Linked DNA regions of Mus musculus: region 1 is linked to region 2. A link is a contact called in public HiChIP or PLAC-seq data. All regions are on one chromosome and are shown on one strand. The core of a region is the stretch at or near the end of the contact, and the rest is flanking DNA. Distances in the headings are between cores, read along the strand shown. Region 1 has its middle 58 kb from the start of Gm34869. Region 2 has its middle 110 kb from the start of Gm40892.

The links. HiChIP or PLAC-seq counts read pairs in DNA pulled down with a chosen protein or histone mark.
Region 1: a contact with region 2 is called in a CTCF HiChIP or PLAC-seq map of pro-B cells, with 2.9 times the contacts expected there. The contact joins two enhancer-like sites. A contact is called at or near these places in 1 of 15 datasets of contacts at CTCF or cohesin (pro-B cells) and 3 of 484 Hi-C or Micro-C datasets (the G1E-ER4 cell line, large pre-B cells and uterus).

What each region holds. Positions count from the first base shown.
Region 1 is chr12:93,149,295-93,156,456 of GRCm38.p6, forward strand. No RefSeq gene overlaps it. Among named protein-coding and RNA genes, the nearest start is that of Gm34869, 58 kb to the right of the region's middle. Within about 2 kb of position 3,492, at least 4 of the 459 cell types and tissues checked have an H3K27ac peak or open chromatin away from gene starts, as enhancers often do. A contact at or near this core is called in pro-B cells, where this site is marked.
Region 2 is chr12:93,003,979-93,010,959 of GRCm38.p6, forward strand. No RefSeq gene overlaps it. Among named protein-coding and RNA genes, the nearest start is that of Gm40892, 110 kb to the left of the region's middle. Within about 2 kb of position 3,068, at least 4 of the 459 cell types and tissues checked have an H3K27ac peak or open chromatin away from gene starts, as enhancers often do. A contact at or near this core is called in pro-B cells, where this site is marked.

The DNA.
Region 1 (7,162 bases), core at 2,242-4,741, 150 kb after region 2:
TCACAGCTCCTGGGATTGCTGGGGCCCCAGCAAGCAGGTGATTGGGGGATGGGTGTCTCACATGGTTTTCCTGGGTGGCAGCAGGCATCTTGGGAGGTGGGCAAAGCTGCGGCCTGGGGACTAATAAAATAATATTTTGATGACACTTCAATATATTTTTGCATTTTCCTTATAGTAATAATTGTGTGCTTGAGACTGAATTTGTCAGTAGCAATGAGAGAGTAGGATTGCTCTAATCAATTTGGAGGAAAATCCATGTGACTTCCTGTTGTCTCTGATCACTGATTTTTGTTCTCAGGTGCTTGTTAGAGACAGGCAAGTAAATCTTTGCTTTCTGACATACTGAGTTATTTCCTCTATGTTTTGAAAGGACAATTAAAATTCTTTGAGCTCTGTAGATAGCCTGCTTTACTCCCCACTTACTGGTAAACTGAGCATGCCCTCTTAGCGTCAGCACTTTGGTAAGTAAGGACTATCCCAGCTTCTGTTGCTGCCAGAATATTTTCATTGCTGAAGGCATCCCAGCCTCAGCTAACTATGGATTTTTATGGATTCACTTAGCCATTCCAAGTCCATCTGTCTGTAATAAAACAAAGATCCCTTCAACCCCTGCAAGAATTTCAGAGCTGTGAAACTCAAAAAAAAAAAAATGCCACCTGGGAGATTACTTTACCTCTCGTTCTTGGCAATGATTAAAGTGTTCTTCTGGGACTAATTTGCATTCATCCAAGCTTTTGAATAGCTACTTTCTTCAGGACTCCATTAAAAAAAAATACCTCTTTATAAGATCTTTACGAGATGTTCTCTGTTGTGAACCAAAAGATGTTGTAGAAGGCGTAATGTCACAGAACACTAGAGATGCTGAGGCAGCATCCTGCACATACTCTTCACATCCTCTTCTCATATTCTGAAGATACTTTCTTTTTCCAATGTAAATCATTATCAAATAGACTGGCCTCATGTGGGGACTTGCTTCTTGTTCTTCCTTCCATACATTATTTCATGGATAGACTGGAGTGTGGCAAATGAGCAAGGCTATGATTTGAATATGGTTGTTTTCTCTGAAACGCTTGTTGGAATTCATTTGCCCCTGTGACAGTGGGAGAGGTAAAGCCTTCTCATAGGATCAGATAGTGATAGATGATGAATGATATCTTTCCTGAGGAGCTGCTGAAGCCCCAGAATGGACCTCTGTCTGATTCTTCCATCATAGCCATTTGCCCTTTCAGGTCTCCATTTTTAGGATGAAAACCAACACCATGATCAGATACAGCCATGAGATCTTGGACTTAAACTTGTCAGTGCAAACATCTAAAGAAGCATTCAAATGCTTGTTATAAAACCATGAAGACCTGAGTTCCATCCATAGACATCATACAAAAAACATGTATGGTAAATAACACTTATAATCATAGATTTGGGAAGAGACAAACAGTTAATTCTGAGACTCACTGAACATCCAACCTATCTAATTTTTTGACCTCCAGATCAATAAGGCAAACTGTCTAAAAAAAAAATAGGATTCAAGCCACATAGACCTCTTCATACATATACCTAGGTACACATTCATGGGTACACACATACATATACACATGAAATACAGAGCTATATGTGAAAACTTCAACTTTATATATTACTCACGATAAATTATCCTTCTATAATAACAGAAAAATACTAAGACAGTTGCTAAATATGTGGAGTCCTAGGTCAAAGCCAAGCCCGATCCACATTTAATAGCTAAAGTCATAATACTGTAGTTTTTGTGGATATTATGGAAACTATTTTATCCTGAATAACTATAAAAATCCCTTCAAATATCTTTAAAGATATTGTCCCATTGTAGAGACACTGGCAACCCATATGTATAAAAGAGATATAAATAGATTTCAGTTTTTCTATAGAGATCAAAAGAGAGTGCCACATTTCATCTGAAATTTTACATTTAATATCTTACACCAACTCAGTGGAAACAAGAGAGATTTCCATTCCTTGAACTGCAAGATTTTATGTTTTGGAACACTTTCAGACATAAGCTCCAGGAAAATAAATGCCAAGATGCTGTAACTATCATAACTTATCTCTCTCCTCATTATAATTAATATTTTCCTGTTCCATCATAAATGCCACAAAACTGCCACATGAAACCTAAGCAATGCTATGGCTCAAACAACAAAGAGGACAGGGCAGCTTAATGCATTTTATCATTTTATAGGAGGCAAATTAAAGTGAATAAGTACTGTGCATCGTAAAAAGAACTGTATTTTTTAAAAGCAAAAAAGAGAGTCACTAATAAAAATGAAGGCTTTCCTATTTCAGTCAATCCCCTGCAGAGAAAGAGAGCAGAAGCAGCGAAGGAAGCTGAGGGGCTGTGGACTCCGTGCCAGGGATCAGGTACAGCTGCGTAGCTGTTGCTTTCAGCATCCCCTTAGAAGCATGGTGGGGAAATAAACCAGGATGGAACAGCTAAAAGCCACACTGGGGACTGTGTTAGCCTGCAGAAGAATAAGGAGAAGAAAGGCTTAAAGCTGTTCATGTTCGTTGCAAAAAAATGTGATGTACCTGCAACCGAGGCTCTGTCCCCGAGCTGATAATCTCTCAGTTGACTTCCTGAGAGCCCAGAGTTCTGTGACTGTTAGAAACACTGAGGCAATCCCAGTAAAAATCACCTTTCTAGCAGTTTATCTGTAAAGAAGTAATTAGCTACAAGCGGTTCCCTGTCAGTGACTGCACAAAAGGCACTGGCTTCTTCCTGCAGAGAGTTTCCCACTGTAGTAACATTGCGACATTATAGAGATCTCAAAAACATGATCAAGATGTCAGTTTGAGGTAATTTAGCATTTTTCCCTCCAGCTGCAGATTCCTGGGAACTGTCTTTAGTGTGAAGACATCTGCGAGATTGTGCTCATAAAAGAAAGAGGCATGGGTGCTCTTTTACTGTCATGAATTCTCAGATGCTGGGTCAACTTGCTCCATTCCATAAAAGATGTAAAAAGATGGAGATACTCTTCTGGAGAAGAAAAAAAGTCCAGGTCATGTAGCTGCTGCATATTTCATATTAGTGAGGTTTTGTTTTGTTTCTTGATTTTTTTTTTTTTTTGAGAATATTAACTGATTAAAAAGGGAACACATGAAGAAAAGATGCAGCAAACAAGGAAGGGCATACATAGGTATATCAGGAGAGGAATGCAGTGCAACCGTGTCTTCGAGAAATACAAACCAAATTACAATGCACTTGATACTGAGGGGAAAAAAATGTTCTTTTTTTTCTTAAGGAAGTGCACATTTTCCTAAACAACAGTAAAATTTGGAATCAGATGGGATGAAGTGTGTGTGTGTGTGTGTATGAATGTTTCAGACATTGGCATTTAAAAATAATACTATATGTTCATGAGCAAAATTAGAGTGAGAAATTTTCTCCTTCGAAAGAGAAACGAATTGGCTATCATATATGAACAGATGAGCAGGTGTTAGCTTTCCGCATGTAATTTCCTGTGTGGCCAGCAGGAGGTGCACCTGCACAAAGAGCTCCATAACCAATACGCTCTCTACTGTGAACCTATAAATCAGTTTTGGTAGTTGGCTGAATTATGCCCTTACTCATGTAAGGATACTTTTGCTTGAAACTATTCTTTCTCATATTTCTGGCACTCTCTCTTATTTATGGGCATGCTGGAATCTGGCCAAAGCTTTTCCCCTAGGTAAAATGACAACATCTTAATTAGGAATGTTTGGTCTGTGGCTTGTGTTGCCAAAGAGCGGCCCCATTGTTCTAATGCACAGACATTTATCATGAGCCTGCTCCCCATGCCCACAGCCCAGCAGTAGAGCCACAAAGCTGGAGAGCAACGAATCATTTTATGGATTCCAGCATTTGTCCAGTTGTGTGGAAAATGGCAAATTATACTCTACCTAATTTTATCTATGTCATAATTCAAGTGGTCTTCCTAGTTCCTATAAGTGTTATAGTGGAGGATAAATATATTTAAATTAAACACTATATTTTTAGAAGAAGTAGTTTGCAACTACTACATAAACACAAAATAACGCCAATGTTCTTAGATTGGGCCATGCATTATAATTTTGAAGTAGACAAATGTACAGTTTGATGCCAACTAACTTCTTTAAAATGTGACAAGATTATAAATTAGTTATGGGATAAGCTTGGAGCCATGATCAAGTCATTTTTGAGGCTTCATAAAATGCATACTGTGTGCACAAGATGTCCATGTGAACGTAGGGCTTTTTAGTGTAGTTCAGTTGTAAAGTGAATATTTGACAAGTACAGACTAAATGCCCAATCAATGCAACAGCATCAACGAAACAATCATACTAAAGACATATTTGTGGATGCACCATAAATAGAAGATAGACGAACAGAACCCTGCAAAACTGCTAAATATTATAACAAAATATCAGAGGAGAAAAAAAATCTTATCCATAGATTTTAGAGAAGCTTGTAGGATGCCATCTCTCCAATTGGTTTAGTTTCTGAACTAACAATTTCAGTTTCTAAAACTAATCAGAACATGGTCTAAGGTGGCATTTAGTAGATTATTGCAAAAAAGGAATGGATGTTAGCTGCATTTTGTTTCTGAGATCAAACTCCTGGCAGCCTTAAGAGAGAAAAGATTATTATTTTTTTGCTCACAGTTCTACAGGGTTTAGTCAGTCCATGGACACTTGGTTTCTCATGATTGGACAGACTGTCATGGCTGTTGGAGCATTCGTAATGTGACAGCTGCTGATGTCATACTCAGCCAGAAAAACAGAAGGTAAGGAAGGATAAGGACAGGGGTAATAACACCTTGTAGACTGGCCCCCAGTGACATTCTACCTTCACCTAAGCCACACGCCCTAAAGTTTTTGCAATCTCCCCATCCCCAAAAGCAGCATTATTAACCACCAAACTTTTAAAACACAAGGTCATGTGACAGGGTACTGTGAAAACATGAAACTAAGTATAAGGGAAGAAACGACAATTTCTAATGCTGATATAGCTACGTATCAAAGAATTTTGATGAGGTATAAAGGTAATATAAAAATGCAGGGGATTGTGTTTGACCTTCACATCATTTGTTCATATCAGTGGTGTATGTATGCAGGTATGTATGTATGTATATTTGCATATATAGGTCAGAGCACAAAGGTTACACAGGTTAGACATTGGTGCCAGGTACTTTCCTTCAACCCTCTGCCACCTTACTTGTTTTGAGACAGTGTCCGTCACTGAAGTGAATTGTTCACTGACTAGACTAGGCAGATTGGAGAGTGAGCTGTAGGGATCCTACTGGATCTGTGTCCTCAGAGATGTGAATTTGCCTTCTTTATTTTTAATTTCTGTGCTGGGTATATAAAACCAGTGCTCCCTGCTTGCACTGCAATCACCTTAATGACGGAGACTTTGCTGCAGCCCTTTGTGTATGTTTTTTCCCCATAATATCTTTTTATTTTAATTCAAGTATAATTATATCATCTTTCTTCCCTCTTTCTATCACTTCCTTATGTCCTGTTCTGCCAATGTTACACATGGACCCTTACCTCTCTCAAATTTATGATCTCTTTTTCTTTGATTATGATAAATATTTACTAATGCATAAATATGTAAAAACAACCTACCTAGCTCATTTACTGTTACTTGTATGCATATGATTCCTGGACTTGGCATTTGGTATTGCATAAGCACTTAGGGGTCTCACTCTTCACAAAAAATAAATCTTCTACTATTGCCTGTAGGTCTTTATCTAGGTGTGGGGGATCCTTGAGAATTAGCCTTACATATTAGTATATCTATTAATTTTGTCATAGTTTGGGTTTAGTTTAGGCAGTCATGCTATTGAAGTTTAGTGGGTGTAGCTTTTCTATCATTTCTAGGAGATAATCTTGTAGCAGACTTCCTGCTTCTCTGGCTCTTGGATTCCTTCTGTCCCATTGTTCAGTGTTCCCTGAGCCATAGAGCAGTAGTGACGCTGCAAGTGTATGCACCAGAGTTTACCCCACAATCAGTTGCTGTCTGCATTTTAGGGGGTATCATTTTCTGTAAAGGTGTCCCCCTGATGCAACAATAAAGTTCTTTGATGATGAGTCTGAGCTACACTTACCTATGGTAGAGAGCTTAATATTTATAAAGCAGTTAAGAGTCATGCTGTTCTAGTGAAGTAGCAGTAATAGGTTCTCCTCTAAGATTTATGACCTCACTAGTTCCCAGTTAGTTGGCAAGGTTTCCACTTCCAAGCGTGATTTCCCTCCTGTTCACCAGCCCTGAGTCCAATTACATAGCTGTTCATTAATGTCAAGAATTGAATGCCACTGTGCCACCTTTAAGAGTATCTTACAGTGTTGCTTATCACCTTGGTTCATAAGCGTCGCAGCGAGGCAGGACTATCAATCGTTTCCCAACTTTGGCAGTTTGCAGAGTTTGTTTTAATACTCTCTTGGACTCCATGATCAACAGCATTAGAAGAGGTTTCTCATGCCTGGTGCTAGTTTTGTCGATTGGAATACAATTTCATCATTCACTATTTTCATCTAATGACAAAAGAATGGGTGTTTTTGTTTATGTGACTATGATTATTGAGTTTGTGTGTTGTATGAAATTCAAGGAGTCCACAATTCAGGGAAAATAGAGAAAGTTCTGGTCTCTATCAGATTTTGATATTTTTCAGAAATAAGGAAAAGATTCAATACTCACAAACATGCTTTGCTAATGAATTTGTGACAAAACATTTGGGTACGCTGAGTGAAGATCGACAATTGTCACTTTATTCAAAAGTATTTTACTCACTGATTCTGCCACCTTTGACAAACCCTTTAGATACATAACAAGCGCTCTGAGGAAAGACTGGCAAACAGAAGGCTTGCTCTATCGCAGAATTCACAAAAAGCCAGAAAACTATGTTTTGAGCCACAATAAAAAAAATTGATGCTCAGATCAAAAACATTAAAGCATGCTTTTGATTAGGAGGACTAACTCTTCATTACTCATTTGTCAAATATGGTACCGTTTACCTGAATGGCAATAGTTAATGAAATGCAAGGAGTCCTTTATGAAATGTAACACACTGGAAAGATAAATTAAAAGGAAGGTGTCCTTTTTCTGTTTTTCATCATTTTTTCTTGCTCAGGGTTTCTAACGATTGTCCACCTTGATAATTTTGTTTTTGAA
Region 2 (6,981 bases), core at 1,818-4,317:
CCAAATTCCTCATGGACTCTTGCTCTCTTTGAGGCAGTTATTCTTAGCTACTGTTGAGAGTTATGTTTGAGTTTGGATGCAGCTGGCTTGAGTATAGATGACAGGCCAACCTTAGATTGCATAGCTTTGGTTTCCTCAGATACCAACAATGAAACCCTGGCATCTTTCCTGTCAAGTTATTCAATTGAACTCGTAACTATCTTTAGGTGGTCAGTCAGACTTGTCATCTGGTACGAGCAAAGGCAGACTTCAGTTGAAGCTGATTTTCCTCAACCTTCCTCTATCCCTTTTGACCTAATAGTCTGCAAGCCACCAGTGTTGGTAACAGGAAGACTTAGAATTGTTTCAACTTGTGTTGCAGCCTGTCCCAACTTCAATCAGATTCAACTTCAACTGAGAACCTTAAGAAGCCATCCATATCACATTCCCCCACTGCTTTTGGTCTATCATTTGTTGAAATTGAATCGTCTCCAGAGAGACATGCATTTCTATCATCTGTTCCTTTGCCTTTTCTTTGTACATTGGCTCAAATAGCCCGTTGGACTTTTCCTGGGACTCATCTGCCCAAAGACAGTCTATTGACAGATGTAGCCAAATGTTTTGTTTGTTTGTTTGTTTGTTTATCTTGTAGTGTGGACTTATAGTTTCCACTAAAACATGGAATGACATCATCTATTTCCCAGAAAACATCTTACAGGTCATCACCATTCGCTGTTCCCATGCCTCTTCTAGTCAGAGGAGAGTCTAAAAGGCTCCTCTATATTTCTGGATGAGTAAGTTGAGACAGGCTGCCTTTATTGGAGTAACAATAATGGGATATCTGTATTTCTCTTCCTCATATTGACAACTTTGTGGAGATTCAGAAATTTTCCCATTTTTCAATTTACTCATCCGGAAATATTGAGGAGCCTTTTAGACTCTCCTCTGACTAATTTCTGACTAAGAGCTAATTTCTTATGGCCAGTAAGGCCTCAGTGAGTTCTGAAAAAGAACATTGCCCCCTTTCTTTGCATTTCTTTCACCCCTCGTAAATCATAGCTCCTTCAATATCCATGCCCTGGAGCATGACTTCATGAGACAGGCCACCTTCAAGATGTCATTAAATAGTGAGACAAAAATTCAATGTGGGACAAACACTGAGCAACTCTGAATGCCTCAGTGAACACTGGTTCAAGATGGCGATGGAGGCTGACCTCCAGGTTTCACAGTGGAATATAGAACATTGTACAGCCAAGAATGCTGGAGTATTTCATTCTGCCATGGTTGTCTAATTGTGTAATTCATAGTTCCTAAGTCCATCCTAATTACAAGACAGTGGTATCTGGATATAGTTTCAACATCTTCTACACTGTCCTGGAGTGGAATGCCTTGGTTTGGAGATAAAACACAATCCACAACTATCTTTGCTCTGTTATATAACTGAACACATATAACTTTTAGACAAGTCATATAAGTCAATACCTTGTCCCATGACATATTAATGTGACAGTAGTGTCTGGATATTTATTATGATACACCATGTTTCAAGTGTTTCATCTTAGGGTAGAATGAATGTTATGAGATCACGTAAGTCATCTAACTCAAATGCTAGTATCCTATTGTCTTGTTTTCTATTTCATCAGTAATAAAGTTGGCTATATACATTTAGCTAAGTGGTCTTTGTATTTTTCTCATTTTTGTTGTTTGTTTGAGACAGAGCCTCGCTGTATAATAGCTATGTAGATCTGGAACTAATAGATTTTCTCCTATACCTGGTTTTTGGGGTTAAAAGTGTATGCCACCACAACTGGCAGAGCATTATATCTTAATCATTCTGATTCCTCGAACATGTTGTATGCCATGAAGATGAAAATGTAAACAACTATATCCAATTATTAAATTTTATTTAAAAAATCTAGAAACCCATAAATGTAGTGGGGTGTTTGTGACTTAATCATAAAGCAGTACTCGTGAAATGTATCTAAACCCACAAAACTTACTAATATAGAGCGATTTGAATATTCAGAGAATGCATCTTCATTGTCTGGTTCGTTATAGTAATATCAAAGTATAGAGTTACATTATTATATTTGGAAGGAAAACTAGAAACCTACAACCCATTTTGCAAGTTAAATAATTTTGTTTAAAAGAAAATATCCTCTTTTGTCAGAATAAAGCATGGTTTATTAGGGTTCAAGTTTACATTTTGCCCAGAGTTTTGCCATGTGGCTGAAGGAAGAGTCAAGAATATTTGTTTTCGTTCATTGTGTGCAGAAATGTTACTGTAGAGAACAGTACAGAAGTAGACAAGCAGTACCAGAAGGTAAGCATCCTTCTACCTTAATATACATGCAGCCCCTACAGATTTTTGAGGCACATTAATAACCTGTAACCTGTGCACTTAATGGTTAGGTTGGTGGACATATTATTATGCTTCTTGCTAAGTATTGTCCAGGTTTTCCAGTATACCACATCGTATGGTCTATAACTACAGATAAAAACCAACCTCCATCAAAATTAGTACTAACTGAAAACTAGGGTACATTTGACTATAGGTCGCTGTTTCAAAAGAAATGCATCAAAAAGACTGTTTCCTGATTGATATTTACAGCGAAATGAGTTACATGAAGTAGAATGGAAAGAAGAGATTAAGATCTATCTGGAGCTGAAGCCAATCGGGATGCATTTCAGAGAGGCTTGCTTTTACTAATCATTAACGATGAACTAGAACAGGTTAATAGGCCTTTTGCTTTCTAAAGTTTCCCCTCTCATAGTTAGAAATCCACAGGTGTGATGGCAACAGACAGAGACACAGACACACAAACCTACACAGACATGTAACACACACACACACACACACACACACACACACACACACTGCATTTGCTCTTGTTTTTTCCACGATATGAAACTGTTCATATGGAAAATGTTGAAATGGATTTGCAGTCTCCATGTAACATAGCTTGTTACTGGCTCTTATTAGCAGTTCTTGCATCCAAACAGAATCTTCCATTCCCCTAGGAGCTTGGCATCACCACATTAAAGGAGGGGGGTCTCGGGTAATATTACCAGAAGAGGGCAGTGAAGTTCCACACACAGAACATGGCTGAGAAAAAGCTTCTGAACCTGACTACCAACCTGCAGTTAATAAAGAGCTGGGTAGAGGAGCAAAATGGCTAGGTTTAGAAAAGATTTATTTCAGCTGCATAAGCAGGAAAGTCATAGACTCCCCAGGAAAACTCCATCTGTGGAATTCAGAGCAAGGCAAGGTGTGCTAAGTGATCAAAGGCTAGAGCTGAAGCCATAAACCACCATTGCTCTCCTTTAGAACATGGTCCTCCTGTTCCTGGAATCTTCCCATGTGGGGACCTCTAAAAGAGTGGTGCAGGGGATTTTACAATTTTAATAGCAACAAGACGACTGACATTTTTGACTTCTGGATTGAAGAATTGGATCGTTTAAAACAAGAACTGAAACAGGAAGCTACACATTATATCCAATCAAAATTGAGAATTTATAACAACTTTGTTAGTGAGCTATTTTGATGCTAGGCAGATTTCTTCCCTCAAACTTGGTATTAACAGTTTAAAGATATACACTGAATTGGACCATTATGAAGACAGCATCCCAGTCGCCAATAACCTATGCAATTGTGTCTCTTAGCTTTCCTCCCAGAATATTCTGAAGTTGAGACCTTCAACTGTGTGGCTTCAGTCTTTGAGTAGATGCTCACAAAGGAATATTTAAAGTATTTAGAGTGCTGGGAAGTACAGAAATTTATGAACTGGGGGAGGATTTTTACTGATTTCTGCTTTCTGCCACCCACCATTATTGTTTCCTTTTCTACTTGAGTGTTGTAATGAAAAACTTGCTTGAACTCCAAATTTCAAATTGTCTATCTCACAGCACAATGGAAAAATTTACTTCAAATATCTATTTCATTAGAGATAAAGCATGAAATTATTTTGAGCCAGCATTTGAAACTCTTATATAAGGATCCCAATCCCTAGTTCTTTTGGAAAAGAATTAAAATGTCTTATCAGTTTATTTTTTTTTTTAGATATTTTCTTCATTTACATTTCAAATGCTATCCTGAAAGACCCCTATACCCTCCCCCGGCCCTGCTCCCCAACCCACCCACTCCTGCTTCCTGGCCCTGGCATTCCCCTGTACTGGGGCATAAAATCTTCACAACAACAAGAGCTTCTCCTCCCATTAATGGCCTACTAGGACTAATTCTGCTACGTATTCAACTAGAGACACAAACTCTGGGGGAGGGGGGGTACTGGTTGTTCATATTGTTGTTCCTCCTATAGGGTTGCAGACAGCTTTAGCTCCTTGGGTATTTTGTCTAGCTCCTTCATTGGGGGCCCTGTGTTCCATCCAATAGATGACTATGAGCATCCACTTCTGTACTTGCCAGGCACTGGCATAGCCTCACAAAAGACAGTTATATCAGGGTCCTGTCAGCAAAATCTTGGTGGCATATGCAATAGTGTCTGGGTTTGGTGGCTGTTTATGGGATGGATCCCCAGATGGGGCAGTCTCTGAATGGTCCTTCCTTCCATCTCAGCTCTGAACTTTGTCTCTGTAACTCCTTCCATGGGTATTTTGTTCCCCATTCTAAGAAGGAATGAAGCATCCACACTTTGGTCTTCCTAAGAAAATCAAATAACCCTATTTAAAAAATGGGGTACAGAGCTAAACAAAGAATTCTCAGCTGAGGAATACTGAATGGCTGAGAAGCACCTGAAAAAATGTTCAACATCTTTAATCATCAGGGAGATGCAAATCAAAACAACCTTGAGATTCCACCTCACACCAGTCAGAATGGCTAAGATAAAAAATTCAGGTGACACCAGATGCTGGCAAGGATGTGGGCAAAGAGGAACATTCCTTCATTTCTGGTGGGATTGCAAGCTAGTACAAACACTCTGGAAATCAGTTTGGCGGTTCCTCAGAAAATTGGGCATAGTAATACAGGAAGATCCAGCAATACTTTTCCTGGGCGTATACCCAGAAAATGTTCCAACTTGTAATAAGGATATATGCTCCACTATGTTCATAGCAGCCTTATTTATAATAGCCAGAAGCTGGAAAGAACCCAGATGTCCCTCAACAGAAGAATGGATACAGTAAATATAGTACAGTTACACAATGGAGTAATACTCAGCTATTAAAAACAATGAATTTATGAAAATCTTAGGCAAATGGATGGATTTGGAGGACATCATCCTGAGTCAGGTAACCCAATCAGAAAAAAAAAAAACAAAAAAAAAACAAAACAAAAAAAAAAAAAACATGATATGCACTCACTGATAAGTGGATATTAACCCAGAAACTTAGAATACCCAAGATATAATTTGCAAAACATAGTTTATTTTTAAGTAGCATTCAAAGCAAAAGAGTTCATCTTTCAGTCTTCTTGTCTCCTCTGTCTTCCAAACACCATCCTATACCTTCACACTTGATATTTTGTTACGCATCTTCTCTTTCTTATCATCTATGTTCTACTGGACTCCCCAGCTGTGGTAATCCACTATAACCTCTCTCTCTCTCTCTCTCTCTCTCTCTCTCTCTCTCTCTCTCTCTCTCTCTCTCTGTCTAACTAATCCAGGTACTCAAATCTAAAGAGTTAAAGTCAGAATCTAGATTTAAGGTAAAACATGTAATACATTTGAGATACAAATTCAGCATGATTTTTTCACAGTTCCATCTGTTTAACTGTAGTTTACATGATGCATATTTAGCAAATTTTATTGTTGACAAACACCTAGGCAGATTTAATTTTCTAGCTAGTGTGAATAACTTATCAATGAGCATGGGTGAACAGGTTTTCTGAAGTAGGATAGAGTTTGCCTGTAGCCCCAATAGTGGTTGAGTTAGGTCATATGCTGTTTCTAGCTTTCTTAAGAACTGCTACAGTGATCTCCATCACAGCTACACCATTTTATATTCTCACCAGAGGTGTATAAAGCTTTCACTTTTTCTACAGCCTCTCCAGCATCTGCTGTCATTTGATTTTATTATTGATAATAGCCATTCTGCCTGTGATGAATTTCCAATTAGTTTTAATTTGTATTTTTCAGATCAATAATTATATTGGACACTGGCAATTGCTATTTCATGTTTTGAGAACTCTTTATTCAATCATAAATCTAATTTTGTGGGGGATTTGCTTATGTATTTTCCTTATACATAGATTTTTGAGTTTTACACAAACACATACACATATCAGACTTATATTTGTCAGATATTTAGATACTTATATATTCATGAAAAAGGATAGCCATTATCTTTGGAAACATACCAAGCTGTGTGTCAACCAGGTTTCAGTGGACAGTTCCAAACACATGGTCAAGCTAATGGCTCTGGTTAAAATATAATCAATACGATATGAATATGAGATGAAAACTAGTATGTAGCAGAGATGCCCAGAGTGGGATGGATTACAAAGGAGGAAGAGGGTGAAAGTAGCCATAATACATTATGTGCATGTATGAAATTGTCAAAGAACAAACTTAAACAATTAAAAGAAGCCTATTTGTCAACACCAGAGTATCATTTACACATAGCAAAGGTTAGTCAGGGCCAAGGGGTGTTCCTCCATTAGTGATCACCCCCCTTGGTCTACCTTATACTTTTACATATTGGTTTTCACCTTTCAGTGACCATTCCTACCCCCTTAAGATATTAACAGTAGTAACCTATAGTCTTTTTTGTATATCCCTTACTTACAAGCAAAGAATTGTGTCCCCTTTCTTCTCTACATCTTGTGACTAGGCTGCATTATTTCTCATACACATCTCCTTCCTTTAATAGCCCTATTAGAAATTTATTTCACCAATTAACAAATAAGAAAGTTATTGCCACACATATCCCCCATTCAAATCAACTTATAATACACCATTCATTCCACTAGCATTTTACTGATTGTTTCTTATAACATCAAGTCTCAGATCTGAAGAGATGGCCTAGTGATTCAATGTTAGGTTTCATTCT